Regions from separate parts of the Mus musculus genome. Here regions 2 and 3 are each linked to region 1. A link is a contact called in public Hi-C and HiChIP or PLAC-seq data. All regions are on one chromosome and are shown on one strand. Each heading gives the region's core, a stretch centred on a gene start, on an enhancer-like site or on the middle of the called end of the contact. The rest is flanking DNA. Distances are from core to core; before and after follow the strand shown.

Region 1 (3,159 bases), core at 533-3,032:
ATGAGGTCTTGCTATGTAGCTCCACTGGCTTTGAACTTGTGATCTTCCTGCTTCCGTTTCCTGATGCGCATCCCCAAATCTGGCTCAGACACAGGGTTTTTCACTACTCAATTCTCCTGGAATCTGTGTAGTGCATGTTTCTCGAAACTAATTTTTCTTTGGTTAGTTATATCTTTTAGTATGGAAGAACCCAGAAAGAGAATGTGGGAGGGATGCCTCCCCACCCCCATACTTGTCAGTAAATCCAAAATTGTGTTTGAGGCTGAGCAGTGATGGTGTTGCTGGTGCAGTAAGAGGCAAGGCCAGAGCCAGAAGCATTGAACTTCCATCAGGGTCGTCCAGGCACAGAGGCGGGATAGAATTGTGGTGGATTTAGCTATCCCCAACTTCCTTTGAGGACTCCACAATTAAGAACATCTCAGACTTGACGCTAATATCACCTCTTCCTCTACCGGAAGCCATGAGGGCAAATGTTGGTCTACACCTGACTGACAATGAGTCTGTGTCTACTCTAGGAGAGGCAATGAGAAACTTGGAGAAAGCGAACATCCATCTTGTCGAATTTATGGTCATCAAGAGAGACTTCTCGACCTAGTCGGTCATCAACTTTAAAAATAAACAGAAGCATGTTTTCATAGTCTCGGGCTGCAGAGAGGTGTCATTACAATAGCTGGGATTTTTTGGAGTCACTTCTTCTTCTTCTTCTTCTTCTTCTTCTTCTTCTTCTTCTTCTTCTTCTTCTTCTTCTTCTTCTTCTTCTCCTCCTCCTCCTCCTCCTCCTCCTCCTCCTCCTCCTCCTCCTCCTCCTTCTTCTTCTTCTTCTTCTTCTTCTTCTTCTCCTTCTTCTTAAAACTCAGCTGTGTAGAGAGTGTTTATAGTTATGCCCAACTTACAGATAAGAAAACCGAGGCACCGAATTGCTTAAGGTGACATATGCGGCTAAGCTGAGGTTGAAGAGAGCCCAGGCTGTCTGTCTATAGAGCCCAGACCCTGACTATCTTTCCTGTCACTATTTAGATGTCTTTGATTAACTCTTTGTCTTCTTATCTAGAACCAGGATCATTGCCACTTGACTCTGGAGCAGAAAAATACTACACTGTCTGAAACAGGTAAAAGCCTGGTGATATCTCCTCAGTGGGTGGTTGGGAGTTTGGAAACCGTCTGGTTCCTAGAGGCCTGACCCTTGCGTGCTCTAGATTCGTCCACATTGCAAGTCTATGGAGATGCAAGTTAATGTGTAGAAAATGAGGGTAATGTAAACACAATACCTCCCATGAAAACGAGAACCGGTTCCTGCAGAATGCGTTCCTTTGTTGTCCTGCAGAGAGCAGCTTTTCCAGTTTGTCCTGTTTGTACATCATCTCAGCAGTCCTTATCTGACTATAAATGCTTAGTGTTAGAAGGTCTCCTTCAAACCGGAGAGAATATTGTATTGGTTTCGGTTCGGTGTTACAGAAGGCATTTGAAATAAGCTCTTTTTAATGTGTCAGTCAAGCCAAATACATTTATTTTTACACTTTCACACGAGTGTACAACATATTGTGGTCATAGTCTTACCCTATTACCGTTCTCCCTCACGCTTGTATTGACTTTCTTCTTCCCATGCCTTTTTTAGCCCCACGAGGGCTGCTTGTGTGATCATGGCTATGGGGTGGGTCATTTAATTAAAGCAGGGGCAACTTACCAGTGGCTACACCACTGAAGAAATGGCACCCTCACCCCAGCAACTGTTAACTGCCACTAGCTCCTTGGCAGGGTGGGGTGGGGTGGGTGGACGCCTCAGGAGCCTCCCCTATCCACGGTGGAATGTTGAAGGGACCAATCTGACACCAGTTCTTTACAACATATGATTTTACTTTAAATTAATTTAACCCTTAGTTAAATCATTTAAGTTCTTTGGCTTTCAGCCCCACCGAATCTTCACCTTGGACTATAGGCTTGGTTGCCTGAGGCACATTTGGATGCATTGGAGTCATTTCTGTTACTCATTGTGCCTCTGACTGGATGAGGGATGCGAAGGAGGTGAAGTTTGGTGTCCTCCGTGGCTCATGTGCTTGAACATTCGTGCCCAGTAGGTGGCGCTGTTTTTCGAAGGTTAAGAAATCCTTAGAAGGATTCAGGTCGGGCCTTGGGCCTCTATTTCCTACAGGAGCTTTCTGTTTCCTGATCTGTGAAGATGTGAACAAGCCGCATGACAAGCTGGAGAGGCGATCCTCTGTTACAGAAAAGAGCCAGCTGAGCAAGGTGTGGGGAACAAGGCAGTTTCTCAGGTCTCCGCTTCAGTTTCTGCCTCCAGATCCCTTCCTTGGCTTTCCTCAGCGATCAGGTCATGGTAAGTCAAATTAACCCTTTCTTCTCTAGGCTGCTCTTGGTCATGCCGGCTTTATCGCAGCCATAGAAAATAAACCAAGAATGGGTTACTGTCGAGAGGTGTTGGAGGAGCGGGCTGACCTTCACAGTGTTGGGGAGTTGGCAGTTCAGAAGCCTCACACTAAACAACTGAGTTATTAGAGGATAGTTATATGGAGGATGAGTGAGTTTCGTGTGTTCTGTGAGGAGGGCTGGGGCTAGCTCAGCGGCAGAGTGCCTGCCTAGTGTATCTGAGACACTGAGTTCAACTCTTACACCACCCAGAGAACAAAATCCCAGAGTTAGGGAAGAACATTTGCAATGCATGTTCTATAACTAGGGGTCAAAGGTCTCAGGATGTGCACGGGGATGAGTTGGACAATGACAAAACAGGTATAGATGTAAAACTCCTCGGGTGGCTTCTCATTGCTACCCAGAGTGTGATGTGTGCAGGTGTGGAATAAGAACCATTGGCTTGCACTGGCTTGGGTGTCTGAGTGTGGGCAACAAGTCCAACATTCTGTGAAAAATGCCTCACCCCTGACTGTGAATAACCAGCAAATATACAGTGGGAGGTTTGAAATTCACCTTTGAGCACTGTCCTCGAATCTGTTTGACATTTTTTTTATGATTGACTTGGGTAGTGATGAATTCACAGATGATGGGAAGAGGAGTTTGGGGAGGGATATGGACCACAGAGTCAGGTGAGAGTTCTAGATGTGAGCCTTGGGTCTGTCATTTCCCAACTGGATGCTCTCCCTTTCTCCATCTTCTTCCCCCTCCCTTCTTCCCTCCCTCGCTCCCCCTTTC
Region 2 (3,306 bases), core at 399-2,898, 73 kb after region 1:
TTCTGATCATCTTCTTATAATGAATATAAAATGACATCAATTGTGCTTTTAATTTACAATTATCTGATGAGCAATGATAATGAACACTTTTGCATGAGTTTAGTGGCCATTTTAAAAGTCTTCTCTGGAGACAGTTTTTCAAAAAATTTTTTTTTGCCTATATTTTAATTGGGTTATTGCCTTATTGTTGAGTTGTAAGAATTCCTTAGGTATTCAAGATTTAAATCCCTTATGGCATACAATTTGCAGCTTTCTCCTGCTCTGTGAATTATCTATTTCTTGATATGGTATCCATGGAAGCACAAACATTTTTAGTTTTAGATTGGGCCATCAACTTTCCATCATGGAGAGAGGAGGAACAAGTGAGGCCCTATTGCTCCCTGAGGATCTAGAGACAGTGGTTTCTGGGGGAGGAAAATGAAGTTGCCTTCAGTGTTGTAGACACTGGTAAATTGTCCATGATCCTTTAAATAGCTCCTTACCTGTGCTCATGTGAGAAACCTTAACAGAAGTCATCATACACACACACACACACACACACACACACACACACACACACACTCACTCATGCATAGGGAAGGGGGGAGGAAGGTAGCTAGTTGGGAAGAGGAGGGGGTCAGGAGGAGTAGGAGGGGGAACATAGGGGTCAATGGGGGTGAATATGGTGAATATATACATGTGTGTGGATGTCATAATGAAACTCACCATTATATAAAACTATTCTCAGCTCATAAAAGTTTTAAAAATAAAGTTTCAAATTTTATGTGGATGAAGTTGTCTGTATTTTTCTTTTAGTCATTTTTTTGCCTGTGGATCATTTCTTTAATTTATTTATTGAATGTGCCTATGGTGTATGTGGGTGAGTGTGTACATACAGAGAGGCCAGAGGACTACTCTCCTCCGTATTTCCTTGAGACAGGATCTCTCATTGAACCTGGGGCTAGTCTAGCAGTAGGAAGCCTCAGCGATAATCCTCCTGTCTCTGCCCACTATAGTGCTGGGTTACATTGTACTCCTGGCCATGAGTGGCTTTTTATGTGGGTTCTGGGGATTTGAACTCAGTCCTCAAGTAAGTGGTCTTATGCAGTGAGCTGTCTCCCCAGGCTCTAGTTGGTGCCACTAATGAAAGCTTCTTAGGTGTTGGTTAACCCAGGGCAGAAGAGGTTTACTTCATCATTTTCCTCTAAAGGTTTTATAGCTTGTGCTCTTTTGTTCGGCTTCTGGTTTATAGAGTTAGTTTGTGTGCACTAAACTGTGTGAGGATAAAGTTGCTACTAACTGAGTTGTACCTTGCTCCCAAACTTTGTATGTTGAAACTGTAGTCAACCCTGGAGTGGCAGTGTCTGGAGATGGGGAGTCATTAGGGTGAGGCCCTATCAGATGAGATGAGAGACGGGGCTTTCTTTCTTCCTACACTCTTCCACGTGAGAACACAGGAAGAGGACCCTCATCAGAATCCACCTTCCTGACGTGAGACTCTCAGCCTCCTGAACTGCAAGGAAATAAATGTCAATTGCTTAAGCCCACAACTCTATGTTGTTTGGTTGGAGCCGTCCGAGCCAACCAACAGAGTCCAGCTCCCTTCCTTTGTATATCACATGTACCAGCAACATTTCTATGTTGCCCGGCCTAGCAGCGCTTGCTCAAAGTACTATTCTTACCCATTGAAATGTCTTGGCTCTCATCACTGTTAAAAACTAGCTCAGAACTGAGAATAGACTCTGTCCAACTCATCTGTGAACAGAGGAGTAACAGTGAAATAAATACCACTACTCTCCTCCCCAGTTTAATCAGCAGACCAGAACATTCTAGAAGTTTGAGCGTAGCTTTGCCCCTACTGGGCGTGAAGTGTTGATTCACCCATTCTTTGCAAGCAGCGGTAGTACCTCAATGTGTTCACCTTTATTTCTACTGGCAGGATTAATGGAGGAGTGCCAGGCACACAACGGGTGAGCCCTAGGGGAAGGGAGTCCTATTGTCCTGGGTTCAGCCTGGCACCAGTGTCAGGTGGGAAGGGGGAGAAAAGCTTGTGAAAGCACATGTGTAGAAGTAAGTGCTTGTTAGTAACAATTCCAGCTATAAATCTACGGATCTGCACAGAAATCTAAGCCTCAATCAAGAAAGAAAGGTTTCTCTATGCAGGTTCTTCTCCTCATAGCCCATGGCCAGGTTTAATTTCTGCTCCACACCAGCGCTGAAAGAGAGAGGGAAGGGGCGGGGAGGCAACAACAAAAACCCCTTTGCTCTAGGAAGCTCGCACAATGGCTTCATTGATTTAAGAGCAGTTAGTTCAACTTGCTCTACCTTGCTGCAAGGGGGAAAAAAAACAAAGCCTCCTAGGAAAGCAGGGCTTGTGGGAAAAGGTGTGACTCTTCCAAAGAGCCTTCCTTTGTCTCTGTGGATGGTCCTCCACAGAGCTTCGGTTGTGCATCCAGCAGGGTGCAGAGGTGAGAGTTGAGCCAGGCAAAGTTATCAATGCAGCCCATGGCTCGGAATGACCCAGAAAAAGCATCTCTAAGGAAAAAAAAAAGGTGAGACAGCAAGATGTCTGTGTGGCAGTGTGCCTCTATACCCTTCAGGTTCCAAGGATGCCACTGTCGCTCAGAGACAGGGAGAAGAAACCATCCCTCCTGTCTATTTCTTCTCTTTGGACTGGCCAAGAGCCAGAACCAGATAGGCAGATGCTAGTATAATAGGGTGCCTGTTACTAGGTATCCCAAGAGAGGGGAGCCCCAAAGTGGGCCTTCCGTTTACATGTCCAGAGCCCATATAAAATTTTCACACATTTTCCCCAGTGCCTGAGTGAAGTAGACATGTTTCAGGTTTTCAGATGTGACCCTGCATCATCACCTGTAAAGAGACATCCAGGAGAACTGCAGTGGGGGGAGCAGAAGTACACACTGGTGGAGTCCATTGGATAATTCTGAGGATGTGTGTCTGTCTGTGGCTTAGCACTTAGCCTGGTAAACATCAATGAATGTGAGCTTATTGAAAAAGTCACTGAGTACCTACTGTGTGCCAGTACCACACAGTACCACTCCCAACATCCACTCTTAGGGTCAATGTCCAAGGTCCTAAACTTCATGAGTAATGTAAGGATTCCAATTCAAGTTGCTTTCTGTTGTGCTTTATTTATATTTAAGGAATTGATAAAGTTAGTGAAGATGAATGCTACTCTTTTTATGAATTGCTTTGTAGTAGTCAGTGTGGGGTCAAGACTAGGAAGTTTGGGACCAAAAGAGAGGTGTTCAGCTCCTGTGTCTGAGCCTTGTGAACTGTGACCTTCAGCAAGGCAGTCAGCTTTTC
Region 3 (3,210 bases), core at 398-2,897, 110 kb after region 1:
CAATTGGAGCTGGAGAGAAGGCTCAGAGAGTAAGAGGGTTGGCTGTTCTTGCAGAGGACAAGGATGGGGTTTGATTCCCAGCATGTACCTGGCAGTCCGTAGCCATGTGTAACTGCAGTTGCAGGGAGCATCTAATACCCTCTTCTGACCTCCTCAGGCACTGAACACACATGATATACATGCATACATGCAGGCAACATACACACATAATACAAAAGTAAATAGATCTTTACATGTTTTAATGGATGTAAACAAAATGTTACCTATTGATAGGATATGGTGTGGTAATTTGATCTAAGTTTATAATGTGTAATGTTTAAATCAGGGTAATTAACATTGTCTCTTAGCATTTTGGAGTGAACTTTCAAATTCTTTTAGTTTCAAATAAAATAGCAAAATAAATCACTACCTACTATACACTATATCCATCCTAGTGTATCATAGAATATTCAAATGTATTCATTGTATCTCACTGTACTTTGGTACTTGCTGCTAACCTCTCTCCATCATCCCTCCCCAGCACTCCTCCTGGTCTACCCTCTACTCTGAAATCAGTGTGCATGCAGCACTTAACTCTCCAAGTCTATCTTTCTTTCCTTAGTATAACGTCCTGTAGCCCATTCACCGATACTGGCATTTCATTCTCCTTTCATATTATGAAGTGGAGCAACTATAACACTAGTAAACCTTCTATCTCAAGTTTTAATCAAATGAAAATGTTCTTTCCTATTCCATTATGTACATGTATCATAAACTCTTTATATTTACCACCTTGTGACAGACAGATTAATAAATTCCACATGCTGGACATTGTAAATACATAATTCTTTTGTTGTTGTTGTTGGTGGTGGTGGTGGTGGTAGAGGTGGTGATAGTGGTGGTGGTGATGTGTAGACATGTGTATACAGGTGTGTTTACTGGTGTGTGTGTGTCCTCTTTTATTGTCTACCTTAGTTTTGAGATAGAGTCTCTCAGCAAGCTCCTTGAATCTACTTATCTCTGCCTCTTTAGCACTGGGATTACAGGGGCGTTCGGCCATGCCTGGGTTTTAGATGGCACTGGTGGTCTGCACAAGGTTCTTACACTCCTGCAGCAATCTTGCTTTATCCACCAAGCCATCTCCCTTCCCCAGTGAATGATGTGCTCACGATCCCTCTTCTTTGAGGGCATTTCTCAGCTCTCAGAGCAGTCAAGCAGAACGACATCAAGTCATCCACAGTGCAGCCTTTGCAGACTTAAGAAAATGAGGAAGAATGGAAAGCAACGGGCCAGAACCCAATTAATCACCCTAGGGAGACAAGATAGTCCCCAAAGTAAGTAGCCATTGAGTTCATCTTTATCGGCAACAATTTGGGGACTAACTATAGTTGGAAGTGTAGTTTCTGCATGTGAGATTAAAAAAATGTCTTCTGTTGATGCATGTAGTAGTTTGAATAGGTTTGGCCCCCATAGACTCGTGTGTTTGAATGCTTGGCCCACGGGGAGTGTTGCTTTTTAGATATGTGGCCTTCTTGGAGGAGGTGTGGTCTTGTTGGAGGAAGTGTGTCACTGTTGGGGTGGGCTTTGAGGTTTCGTATGCTCAGGCTCCACCCAGTGTGGAATGAGAGCCTCCTCTTAGTTGCCTGAGGAAGACAGTCTCCTCTTTGTTGCCTTCGGATCACGATGTAGAACTCTCAGGTTCTCCAGCATCATGTCTGGCTGAAGGCCGCCATGCTTCCTGCTCTGATGATAATGGATTAAACCTCTGGAACTGTAAGGCAGCCCCAGTTAAATGTTTTCTTTTCTAAGAGTTGCTTTGGTCATGGTGTCTTAAGACAACCAGCCCTAAGACAATGCATTTTCATGGAGTGTCCAGGACACCAGGAAGCACTGTAGGAAAGGCCTGGCTGCTTCCTTCAGAAGTGGTGCATACACATTTTGGCAAAGGACTTCCAGGTACAGTGCCTCACCCACACAGCATACCCCACTCCAGTCCCTAGTCATTATCCCATCATGGCACTGAGGATAGAGGAGCAGGTGTGGAGAGCTTTCAAAGTCTCAGTACACTTTAAAAAACTGAAATAGATAAACACAACTTAAACAAAAACAAAAACAAAAACAAAAACAGAATCTTGCAACGTAACTCAGGCTAGCATCAAACTCACAGTTTTCCTGCCTCAGCCTCCTGAGTGCTGAGATTATAAGCATGGCCATCCATACACAGAAAACTGAAATTTTGAGTGGAAACATGTGGTTCTAATTTTGAATTTCACCCATTCAACCCTGAATTTTTAAACACCAACTTTTCAAATGTTAGGTGTTCTCTTAATGCATTTTCTGTTGCTGTAACAGAAAACCCAAGACCGGGGGCTTCATAAAGAAATGAGGTTTGTTTAGTTTACGGTTTTGGAGGCTGAAAAAGTCAAGAGTTAGTGGCAACATCTTTCAAGGGCTTTGCGTTGTATCCAAAGACAGCAGGGAAGGAGCAGAAGTCCAGAGGGTACGCACAGCAGACTGGCACCAGGGATGGCTTTGATTTAGGATGGCCTGCTAGAGTCAACAAATCAAGTCACCCAAGAATGAGAACTCATGGCCACAGGAGAGGATTAATCTAGACTTAAGGGCTCTCTCTACCTCTGTGATCTAAACATAGTCCAAGGCTCCTCCTAACACTGCCTCACGAAGGAATTGAGCCTCTATGTGGGCTTTGGTGGGAGTGAACAGCACTCTAACTGTGGCAGAGGCCAGTTGTGGATTACATAGAAAGACTTAATGATGTTTCACCTATGTAGGCCAGGGAATGACCTTAAAGAGATGCCCCTCAAGAGAAATCTGTTTATATTGGTTCATTCAGTCTAATAAATATTTATTGAGTCATTAAGAGCAGGTCCAAGACTTAATGAGATATTTTGGCTTTGTTGGCTATGGTCTAAAATTTATAAAAGGAAGAAATTACTTACAGGGCACTAAAAAGACTGATCAAAGGATATTCCAACTTCATTTCAGAATAAATAAAACCAAGTCACTTGCCTTTCAAAGTACAACCAAATCTTGTTGGTTTATGATATGATATTTGACTCATTGAGATTTTACAATGGGGACACAATTTCCCACCTCTGGCTCCATACTTCTGAAAGACCTGGAACCTAAGCAAAACTTGTTATTCTATAAACAGAAAAAAAGGGTCGAGATCTTGGTTAACCTCCAATGCCTTCTTTAATAGACATCTAC

Evidence for each region. Hi-C and Micro-C count contacts between places; a contact is called where the count stands out from the background. HiChIP or PLAC-seq counts read pairs in DNA pulled down with a chosen protein or histone mark.
Region 2: an H3K27ac HiChIP or PLAC-seq map of embryonic stem cells shows a contact between it and region 1, with 5 read pairs. The contact joins the enhancer-like site here to the promoter of 4933406J09Rik in region 1. A contact is called at or near these places in 2 of 39 promoter capture datasets (embryonic stem cells and hippocampal neurons), 5 of 484 Hi-C or Micro-C datasets (the STO cell line, embryonic stem cells, group 2 innate lymphoid cells and 2 more), 1 of 115 datasets of contacts at active chromatin or transcription factors (embryonic stem cells) and 4 of 9 other capture datasets (adipose tissue, embryonic stem cells, liver and 1 more).
Region 3: a Hi-C map of pro-B cells shows a contact between it and region 1, with 1.9 times the contacts expected there. The contact joins the enhancer-like site here to the promoter of 4933406J09Rik in region 1. A contact is called at or near these places in 4 of 39 promoter capture datasets (the SN4741 cell line, hematopoietic stem and progenitor cells, liver and 1 more), 14 of 484 Hi-C or Micro-C datasets (the G1E-ER4 cell line, embryonic fibroblasts, embryonic stem cells and 2 more), 2 of 115 datasets of contacts at active chromatin or transcription factors (both in embryonic stem cells) and 2 of 9 other capture datasets (embryonic stem cells and pancreatic islet).

What each region holds. Positions count from the first base shown.
Region 1 is chr6:134,402,038-134,405,196 of GRCm38.p6, reverse strand. 4933406J09Rik (RIKEN cDNA 4933406J09 gene) reads left to right here and starts at 1,782. Exons shown (of 9, transcript NR_153848.1): 1 at 1,782-2,332. All of the region lies in intron 2 of Bcl2l14 (BCL2-like 14 (apoptosis facilitator)), which reads right to left.
Region 2 is chr6:134,328,808-134,332,113 of GRCm38.p6, reverse strand. All of the region lies in intron 3 of 4933406J09Rik (RIKEN cDNA 4933406J09 gene), which reads left to right. Among named protein-coding and RNA genes, the nearest start is that of Bcl2l14, 66 kb to the left of the region's middle. Within about 2 kb of position 1,648, at least 19 of the 459 cell types and tissues checked have an H3K27ac peak or open chromatin away from gene starts, as enhancers often do. A contact at or near this core is called in embryonic stem cells, where this site is marked.
Region 3 is chr6:134,286,943-134,290,152 of GRCm38.p6, reverse strand. No RefSeq gene overlaps it. Among named protein-coding and RNA genes, the nearest start is that of Gm17089, 40 kb to the right of the region's middle. Within about 2 kb of position 1,647, at least 11 of the 459 cell types and tissues checked have an H3K27ac peak or open chromatin away from gene starts, as enhancers often do. A contact at or near this core is called in pro-B cells, where this site is marked.